Regions from separate parts of the Sus scrofa genome. Here region 2 is linked to region 1. Evidence: chromatin contacts called from public HiChIP or PLAC-seq data. All regions are on one chromosome and are shown on one strand. The core of a region is the stretch at or near the end of the contact, and the rest is flanking DNA. Distances in the headings are between cores, read along the strand shown.

Region 1 (4,540 bases), core at 968-3,467:
GCCTCACGGCTTCCCCCCCACCGCGCCCCCCTCCCCAGAGGTGCAGCCTCACCAGTACGGAGTCCCAATGAAAGACCTCCTCTTAGCTACAGATGCCGTCAGCTCACCAGACACCCCAAAGTCAGCTGCAGGGGAAAGGGCCGCTCTCATCCAGCTCCAGGGCTCAGGTTCACCATGCAGCTGGCAGGGCTCAGCCAGCAGGTGGCCCAGGTTCAGCCACAGCTGCCCCAGGCATAAGGCAAAGCCAGGTCCCGTCCCAGCAGGGGCCAACCACCTGCTATCCCGGATGGGTTCTGTGTAGGACTCCATACAGACCCAACCACATCCAACGTCTAGCAGGAAGGGAAGCCGCTTTCACTTTCCAAACAGGGAAACTGAGGCCCAAGTGGTAAAGCGACTTGCCAAAGGACAAGTAGCAGGTGAACGCAGGCTCGAAGGCTCCAGGGGCTCCCAAGAACCCTCGCCCTGATTGTGTCCCCATGGTACTGACCCAGCTTGACATCTCCCTGGAGGGTGAGGAGAAGGTTGGCTCCCTGTGGGAACGGAGGAGAGAAGGTCCCGTCTGGCGTCCCCGAGTGCCTCCTCCTCGCTCCCACCATGCCCCGGCCAGACCCCTACCTTTATGTCTCGGTGGATCTTCCCCTGAGAATGCAAGTGGTGCAGCCCCTGGGGACGAAGAGGAGCCCCTGAGAGCAGGGACCCAGCATCTCCCACCTCTCCTGAACCCCCTCTCAGGACTGGGGCCCCCCACCCAAGCCGCTTCCTCCTCCCCTCTCCCCAAACAGGAAGTGGCTGAGCCAAGAGGGAAATGGGCTGCTTCCGGCAACAGGGCTGGGGGGCCGGGGGGCCCCTTCCCCCCAGGACCCACAGCCCCCCAGGCCAGCTCTGCCTCAGGCCTCCACCCACCCCATCCCCCAACACACACACCAGCCCACAGGGCTCCCTGCCCAGCTCCTGGGGATTGAGGGTGAGAGCAGCTCTAGGGGCCCAGCTACCTTCAGTGCCTCTCGGCAGACATAGGCAATCTGCCGTTCCTCCAGGGGCCCCGTGGCTGAAATGGAAGGGGTAAGGGCTGGCATGGGGGTCCGGGGGACATGCTGCCCCTCCCAGGCTCCACCCTGTGTGGGGAAAGCAGCAGGCACTGCTAGGTGAAAGGAGAGCCGGCCACATCCCCTCCCGGCGTAGGCTGGGATTCAGAGTCCAGAGAAGGACAGTGTTTCTTTCAAGGTCACACAGCCAGTGAGAAATGGACAGGGGCCCAAATCCAGGGCTCCAGCTCTCCCTTCCTGCCCTGTGTTGGGGTAGGGGATGGGGAGAAGGCTGCGGTCCCCTGGGCCCTGGAGTCCTGGCCCTCACCGTGGTAAATCTCCTGCAGGGACCCCCCTCCGCAGAACTCCATGCAGATCCACAAGCGGTCATTCCTGGGGTGACACAGAGCTGGGGTGGGCACTTGGCAGGGCCACGTGGGGGCTGCCTGGGGGCGGGCAAGGGATCAAGCAACCTCACCTAAGGTAGCTGCCAATGTAGGCCACCACATTGGGGTGGCGGCACTCACGCAGGATGGTGATTTCCTGCTGGAGGGAACTGATGTCGTCCCCTGGGAAACATGGGGCTTCGTTAAAGGGGCCGCGTGGGGCTCACCCTAACTCGGCGCCCCCATCTGCAAAATGGGCACAGAGTGCCTCCTCCCTCCAGGCCAGACAGGTGCCGCTGACGGTGCCTCCAGGGCCTGCCTCTCAGGGGGTCTCGGAAATGTCAACTCTCCGCCCCTCACATCGCGCCCGCGCGGCGCGGTGCCCTCCCTCTGGCGCTAAGGGCCTGGCCCCGGGCCCTCACCTGGATCTAGCTTGACTATCTTGACCGCGGCCAGTTCGGACGTGACCGTGTCGCGGGCCTGCAAGGGGCGGAGGGGTGAAGCGGGATGAGGAGGGGGCGGGGCTGGGGGCTGGATCCCGCAGCGGGCGCGGAGTGCGCACCCTCCTCGCCTCTCTCCCGCCAGTCCCGCCGCCCGGCGCACCTTGTAGACGTCGCCATAGGTCCCGGCCCCCACGCGCTGCAGCAGCTCGAAGCGGTCCCGTGGATCCTGCAGCGACACGTTCTGCAGTAGCGCCATGGCCCGGCGCCGGGCAGGCGCGAGCTGCGGAGCGGCGGAGCCGGCGCGGAGCGGCGCGGGGCGGGGCGGGGCGGGGTGGGACCGCCGGGGCGGGCGCCGGTGGCTCCGAGGCCGCGGGGGTGGGGCCGGGGCCCGGGGCGGGGCCAGGCCGGGGATGCCCCGCCGCCCGGCCGGGAGGAGGCGCCCGCGGGAGCGGCCCTCGGCCGCAGGGGGAAGCCAGCCACCGTTTCCTCGCGCTCTGCAGGTGGGGAGCCCGAAGCCCGGAGGGCTAGAAAGCAGAGGAAGGAGGGGGCGCTCCACCCGCAAGTTCCCACATGACACACGGACAAGTTTTGTTTTGTTTTTTTTACAAAATGTATTCATCTTCCTCGCAACTGAAAAATAAATCTATGTACAAAACAGGAAGAGATCAGGCTCCCTTCACCCATTTGCAAACCCGTGCAGATTTCCTCGGGGTCCCCCGAGACGGGCTGGACCTCAGGGAGGTTCCCAAAGGGTCGGATGAGAGGTCTGCTCTGATCTGGGGCCAGTTTGGTCAGGAAGGGGGCGGGGCTCAGGATTCACACAGGCCAGGAGCGTTTCGTGTCCCGGACTCATGGGATAGAGAAGGGAGGAAGCTATGATTTCCAAATTCTGGAAGCGTTGCTTAGGCTTTTTGGCTGTAGGGGGGTTGGATTCCCAAAGGATGGAATTCCGAAGTGCGGAAATGTACTCTAAGGGGCTGAGCGGGGTCCTTGGTTCCCGGACCTGTGCTTCTAGGGTTTAGGATGAAACCTCGGCCCTAGGGGCTGGAAGCAACCTTGAGCCAACACTGGTCAGGCCGAAGGCTAGAGCCTCGGTTCTGAGGTGGAGCCCGAGTTTCCCGCGGTTAGATCTTTAAAGACTGGTGAAGGGCTCAGGGTAAGGTTTCAAATGGCCAGCTGGGATCCTGGGGGATGGGCTCTACATTCCAACGACTGGGCAAAGCCCTCGGTTCGGGCGCTGGGTACAGTCTGTACTCTGGGAACCTGCAGCCTGGGTTCCGGGTAGGGTGGGGCCTGAGGGCGGGGCCTAAGCGCCCTCGGCCGGGGGCGGAGCCCGGGCTCCCTAGGGGGCTGGGGTGGAGCCTCAGCGGATGGAGGGCGGGCTCCCAGTGGGCGGGTGGGGAGGCCCGGCGACTTCAAAGGCCCTTGCGCTGCCGCTTGAGGAAGGAAAGCGTGTAGTCACTAGGTGTAGACACCTTCTGCTTCTTCATCTGCACTTGTGACTGCGCCGTGAGCTGCAGCTTGATGGCGCTCGAATTGATCTTGGTGGCCACGAGCAGCTCCTTCATGCCCTTCATCTTCTCGCTCTGGAAAGTCAGCACCGGACCCTCCGGTGGCGGCGAGGCGGCGGGCGCCGGGGTCGGCGCCGCGCTACCGCCCTCGGGGCCGCGGGCAGTGCCCGAGACCGTCCCTGGGGGCTTCCGGGGGGCTCCCGGCACCGCGCCCTGGCCCGCGCCGGGGCCCTTGTCCAGCGCCGGCTTCTTGGGCGGCGGCGGCTCCTCAGGCTTGGATTCCCGCCGCGGGCCTCGCCGCCGGCCTTCCCGGGCTTCCTCGCCCCACGGCTCCTCCGCTTCGGCCGCCTCCGCCTCGCGGCTCACGATGCGTACCTTCTGCCGCACCTGCGCCGGTGGGGAGGGCAGGCTGAGGAAGAGGCTGCACGCGGGCGGCCGGGCGGCCGGGCGGCCGGAAGCCCAGGACCCGGCCTCGGCCATCCCGTCGTGGGGCCTCGGCCTCACCTGCACCCAAAGGGGATGCAGAGCCCCTTCAGGGTACAAAGGGGCTGGCTCCTCTGCAGCTGCTGTCACCACCTGTCCACCCCCCTGCACAGCTGCCCCTCACCTGTCCCTCAAAACGGCCTAGGGACTGCACGAGGAAGGTGGCCCAGCCCACGTGCAGCACCGGCGTGGGGCTGCCCTCTTCCCATTTGCAGATGCCATCGTAGAATCGCAGCAAGTGGGCGAAGCACTCTGGGTCCTGGAGGGCAGAACCCTGGCTCTGGGTGCCCTGGGGAAGGGGAAAGGGGGGCACCACTCAGACCCACTATTCACCCCTTATCAGAGGGCACAGCCAGGCCTCTCGCCTGGGCAAAGGGCCCTGGCTCTGGCAGATGGGAGCAGAGGTGGAGAATTCCTCGAACCTCCTTCCTTTTATAAAACCGGTCCGTAGCTGGGCCTTGGGGGAAGGGGAAACCGGCCCTTACCTCCATCTCACCCCGCAACTGAATGAGGGGCACTGACCATGAGAGATGGACTTACGCCCCCTACACTTCCTCTAACCCAGGCCCAAGCCCTCGGCCACTGTGTAAGAGAGTGTAGCTCTCTGCCTGCGCTGGGCCACTTTTCTCATGCTGTCCCCAGTCCCGCGCAGCAGCCCCATGTCCTGTGACCGGGAGCCCTGCTCAGGT
Region 2 (4,540 bases), core at 1,208-3,707, 540 kb before region 1:
CCTCAGCAGGAGAAGGCGGACAAAAGCAGGGAGGGAGGCACATGTTGGCAGCAGTATGATGGGGCTGGGTGGGGACGTCTACTGTGTAATTCTTATTCAGGAGGTTGGCAGTGGTAGTGAGCTAGCGTTAGTGATGACGGCTCCAGCACTTCGTTGGGAAGGCCACTTTTGCTGGGGGAAAGGTCTCACTCAGCTGAGAGCTGTTGTCTGTGGACTCCTGCGCAGTGGGGCGGGCCAGGTTCCCAGCGCCGGCAGAGGGGGCCTGTGCGGTTCTCTGCTGGGCGGTCTTCACAGTTCCCCCTTCCCCACCTCCTGTTGGTGGCCTCAAGGGTTTGCAATGGAGCTTGCTCTGCGAGCAAGTAAATTTTTTAGGTAAAGTCTCATTTCAAATAACTTGGCCTCTTCTTTATCAGACACCTAAAGAATCCTGTAATAGCGCAGAAGATCCAGAAGCTGATGGACGTGGGTCTGATCGCAATTCGGTGATGACATGTTCGTCATCCCCCTTCCCTTCGTCCTCCTGTGGAAAGAGGAGCTGGGACGGCGGCACGCAGCACGGAGCAGAAGGGAGAGGAGGGGAAACAAGCGAACAACTGCTATATATTTATACAGACCCCTGTGGACGATGCAGAGACTTACACTCCGTTACTCGTGCAGCCGCTGCCTCTGGGCCCTCCCGGCACACGCATGGTCTCTTCTGCTGCCCTCGAGTTCCATGTCTCCTTCCCCTGCCCCCAGTCGCTGTCTCAGCTGCTCTCCCATAGTTGGTTATTTTTTATTTGGGACAGTGGGCTTGTATGGGGAGGGGAGGGTGTGCTTCCCAACCTCAGGTCCCAGCTGTTCTCACATTGTTAACTCCACGTCCTCTTCTCCAATAAAACAAGCCAGTCAGGCGTGGTTATACAAGGCTGTGTCCCTAATTTTTATGCCAAAAGATTTTGCTGTCCTGCGGGGTCACAGCCTGGGTTGGCAGAAGTGTGAGTGCAGATTGGCTCCTGAGAACCAGAGCCTGTCTGTCTGTCCTCAAGGGGTGGGGTCTGTGTGAGCTTGACCTGGTTCCACAGCCTAGTGAGGTGGCCGCTAGGTGGTGCTGTTGCTCAGTGAACCATTGGAGGGAAATCGGAGGCTCCAGCCCAGAGAGGCCCAGCTCCTGAGGTTCAGATGAACTTCCAGTTCTCCACATTCTAATCTCAAATCCACAAACCAGTTAGACCCAAAGGATGCTGGATCTCACCCGTGAAACAAAACCAATTTCCATTGCAAGAGATGCTTCAGACCTCCCTTTTGGAGAGCTGAAGTCTGTCAGCTGCTGCTTGTTAAGTTTTACTTCTTAACTCCCTGCCCTGGACTGAGCCTGAGCACTTTATCATGGTTGCAACAAACTTTCTAAAACCTTGGCCTGGGGTTTCTTCTGGGGCTGGAATAAAACTTCCTCATTTGCTCCATGAGTGCAGCTTGTTGGTTAGGAAGCAGCTGAGGCCAGCAGCTGGCTGCACTTCCTGCAGCCTTGACTTTGCATAAACTGGCCCCTTGGGAATCCCCAGCAGGCCGCCTCACTCATTTGGGTGGCATAGTTCAAAAGCCACCTCCACAGGGATTCCTCTACCTTTGTTGCTACTGTCTCTTCAGGCTCTGTTCCATCCCCAAACTGATCATCTAGAAAGTTGGATTTCTGCTTGGGGAGTTCCCATTGTGGCACAGCGAAAACGAATCTGACTAGGAACCATGAGGTTGTGGGTTTGATCCCTGGCCTTGCTCAGTGGGTTAAGGATCCGGTCTTGCCATGAGCTGTGGTGTAGGTCGCAGACTCGTCCCGGATCTGGCATTGCTGTGGCCATGGCATAGGCTGGCAGTTGTAGCTCCAATTCAACCCCTAGCCTGGGAACCTCCATGTGCTGAGGTTGAGGCCCTAAAAGGACAAAAAACAAAGAATTTCTGCTTGGGAGCTGCTGGTGAATATAAGGCCTTGCTCCCAAAGCTCAGGTACCCGTGTGGGTGATAGGCAGGAAGATGATGGGCTGCCAGGAGTCTCCAAGTCCCGTGTGTGTATGGACTTAACAGGAGTGAGCCTCGTGGGCCCTGGCCTAGGGAAGCACGAGCAGGTGGTGCCACAGTGGCGGAAACAAGTCTGGAGCCTTAAGACCTGAAGGTGCGGGGCAGGCAGGTTGGGAGACATCAGGGCTAATTTCTGTTCAGCCACTCCCGTGGGCAGCTCTCTGGCTGACAGGTTTGGAGGTAGAAGTCCCTGCTTGGGCAGAAAAGACAAAGCGGGTATTTCCCTCGGGGTTGGGGGGCTTTCACGGATCTGCTTTGTGGTGATAAAGGGCCTCCTAGGCTTGAGCTGACTTGACCTGCCAAGTTCCCAAGCAACCCGGATCCCACCCACAGCTCCCCCTCTTGGCAGCAGAGTGATGCGTACAGCCCAGAGACCCCCCCACCTCATGACAGGTTGGAGATGAGAGATGGCTTTCTCTAGGGGAACATGATTTGGTAACTTCTCTGATTTGAATTGAGCTTTCCTCCAAAGGAAGGGACTCTTGGCGTGGTCTTGGGTCCCCAAGCCCCACTTGCTTCCTGTGCTCACTGGGAGCAAAGGCAGGGCCCCAGTGGAACCCTCACCGCCACCGCCACCTCCACCTCCCTACTGGCAGTTGCTTCCTGCACCCAGCTCCAGCCCGCCCTGGGGAGGGGCTGAGCCCGCCCTGTTCATGATAAGACGCAAGGGCTGCCCTCTGAAGAAAGCTCCAGAGAGAAAGCGGAGGGGAAAGAAGCGAGCAGTGGCCTGCAGGTGTGCGGGCTGAGGCCAGGAGTGGCTCACACCCTGACCCCCCACCAGCAACCCCACCCCCTTGCAGACAAGGTAAGTGGGTGGGAGGCCGGAGGCCCAAAGACCCTTGTCTTCCCCGGCCTCCCGGTGCCCCTCTGCCCAGCGTGCCTCTCTCCATGTGGCAGCCTGGACTTCCCACTGCCCTAGAGAGGCTCCGGCTGGTTTGGGGTGATGGAGCTGAGCTTTGGGCCTGATCCGGACTATTTTCTGACCTGGGTTTACAACCATTTCCAGGGTGGGCAGCTGCCAGTGTGGGCTTGGGGCCGGGCTACGGGCATGGAGCTGAGTCATCTTGAGGGAGCCCCTTCCTCTCTTACCCGCCCTCATCTTCCGTCTGGTACGAAGGGAGAGGGCTGGGTGACGTGGTCGCCGAGGGTCCCTCCAGCTCAACCATCTCCGCTCTGCCTGGAACGACTCGGCCCGTGTCTTGCTGCCGTTGGGGCGTTCTGGCCCGAGGGCTCACTCTCTCCCTCCCGCTTGCCCCGGGGAACCACGGGCGACCTGCCAGGCCCCGGTTGCCCACCCAGCGTCCTGCCCACCCTCCCGCAGAGCCACCGCAGCCATGGCGGGCATGCAGACAGCCACGGGGGACTACATCGACTCGTCCTGGGAGCTGCGGGTGTTCGTCGGAGAAGAGGACCCCGAGGCCGAGTCGGTCACCCTCCGGGTCACAGGGGAGTCGCACATCGGTGGGGTGCTCCTGAAGATTGTGGAGGAGATCAGTGAGTGCCCACGGGTCCCCTGGCACTTCCGGGCCGGCCCTGCTGCGCAGCTCTCGATAACAGAGTCGCAGTGACTCAGGCAGCAGCTTAATCATTTGGTTCCAAAAAAGATATTTCCCCAACTTAACTTCCGCTCCCTCCCGCTGTCTTTCCTTCCTCCCCTCCAACTGGCTTTGCTAAGACCCCAAGGGGCAGCCCCAGTCCCCCGTTCACCCACTTCTGGGCAGGAGAGGCCTGGCCTTGGGGGTCATTCTGGGGGTCTGAGGGGAGAGCAGAGGGGGCTCTTGGTGACAGGGACTCACTCCCACACCCTCTCCTCAGGCGGAAGCCCTCAGCAGGCTGGTGACAGGCCCAGCCTGGGTGGGAAGGCCCTGCCCCCACAGGAAGTTACAGCAGAGCGGCCTGTGGTATCAGCCTGGAAGGGAGCAGGCCTGGTGATGGGGGCTTCTCATCGCCTTTCTCTGCTGGGAGCGGGGGCGGCCCCTTCCTGGGAGGGCAGCAGGCCCACTCCGATAGCCAGAGCCGGAAGGCAGACCCACCGATAGGCCCAGGCAGCCTGGGTCCCAGGGCCCTTGCCCGTGGGGACAGGTGGATTCCTCAGACCAGCTGATGTGCCCTGCAGAGCCCAGGAGGGAGGTCGGTCAGCTTGTGGACAGCACGGGGCCCCGGGCAGCCCGGCCAGAGGCTGAGGTGGTGTGGGGAGCTTCTAGAAGGCAAGGCCCAAGGAGGCCGTGAAAGCAGAAGTGGAGACTGGCGGGTCCCTCAGGAGGCTGGGCGTCAGATGGAGACTCAGCAGGCCTGGCCTCGTAGGGCAGAGAGAACGAAAACCCGGTTGGCCCTGGGGCATGGCCCACGGCAAAGCAAGAGACCTAAACAAAAAAGCTGGTCAGACCCCACTCTCCATTGCTGCTGGGCCCCCAGGGTCAAGTCCCTCCAGTTCCTGTCCCCTGGCCTGGGATACTGTCCCCATACCTTTTCTCCCACTCCGACA

The links. HiChIP or PLAC-seq counts read pairs in DNA pulled down with a chosen protein or histone mark.
Region 2: a contact with region 1 is called in an H3K27ac HiChIP or PLAC-seq map of alveolar macrophages. The contact joins the promoter of FERMT3 here to the promoter of MAP4K2 in region 1. A contact is called at or near these places in 1 of 5 promoter capture datasets (fetal liver) and 1 of 2 datasets of contacts at active chromatin or transcription factors (alveolar macrophages).

The regions. Positions count from the first base shown.
Region 1 is chr2:7,362,861-7,367,400 of Sscrofa11.1, reverse strand. It overlaps MAP4K2 (mitogen-activated protein kinase kinase kinase kinase 2), which reads right to left and starts at 2,217. Exons shown (of 32, transcript XM_005660728.2): 1 at 2,018-2,217; 2 at 1,837-1,894; 3 at 1,507-1,597; 4 at 1,357-1,421; 5 at 996-1,051; 6 at 619-666; 7 at 491-533; 8 at 53-125. The coding sequence starts at 2,113. MEN1 (menin) reads right to left here. Exons shown (of 10, transcript XM_003122585.5): 9 at 3,976-4,140; 10 at 2,449-3,755. The coding sequence ends at 3,273.
Region 2 is chr2:7,907,809-7,912,348 of Sscrofa11.1, reverse strand. FERMT3 (fermitin family homolog 3) reads left to right here and starts at 2,457. Exons shown (of 15, transcript XM_003122594.4): 1 at 2,457-2,860; 2 at 3,377-3,549. The coding sequence starts at 3,390. STIP1 (stress-induced-phosphoprotein 1) reads left to right here. Exons shown (of 15, transcript XM_003353794.4): 15 at 414-906. The coding sequence ends at 486.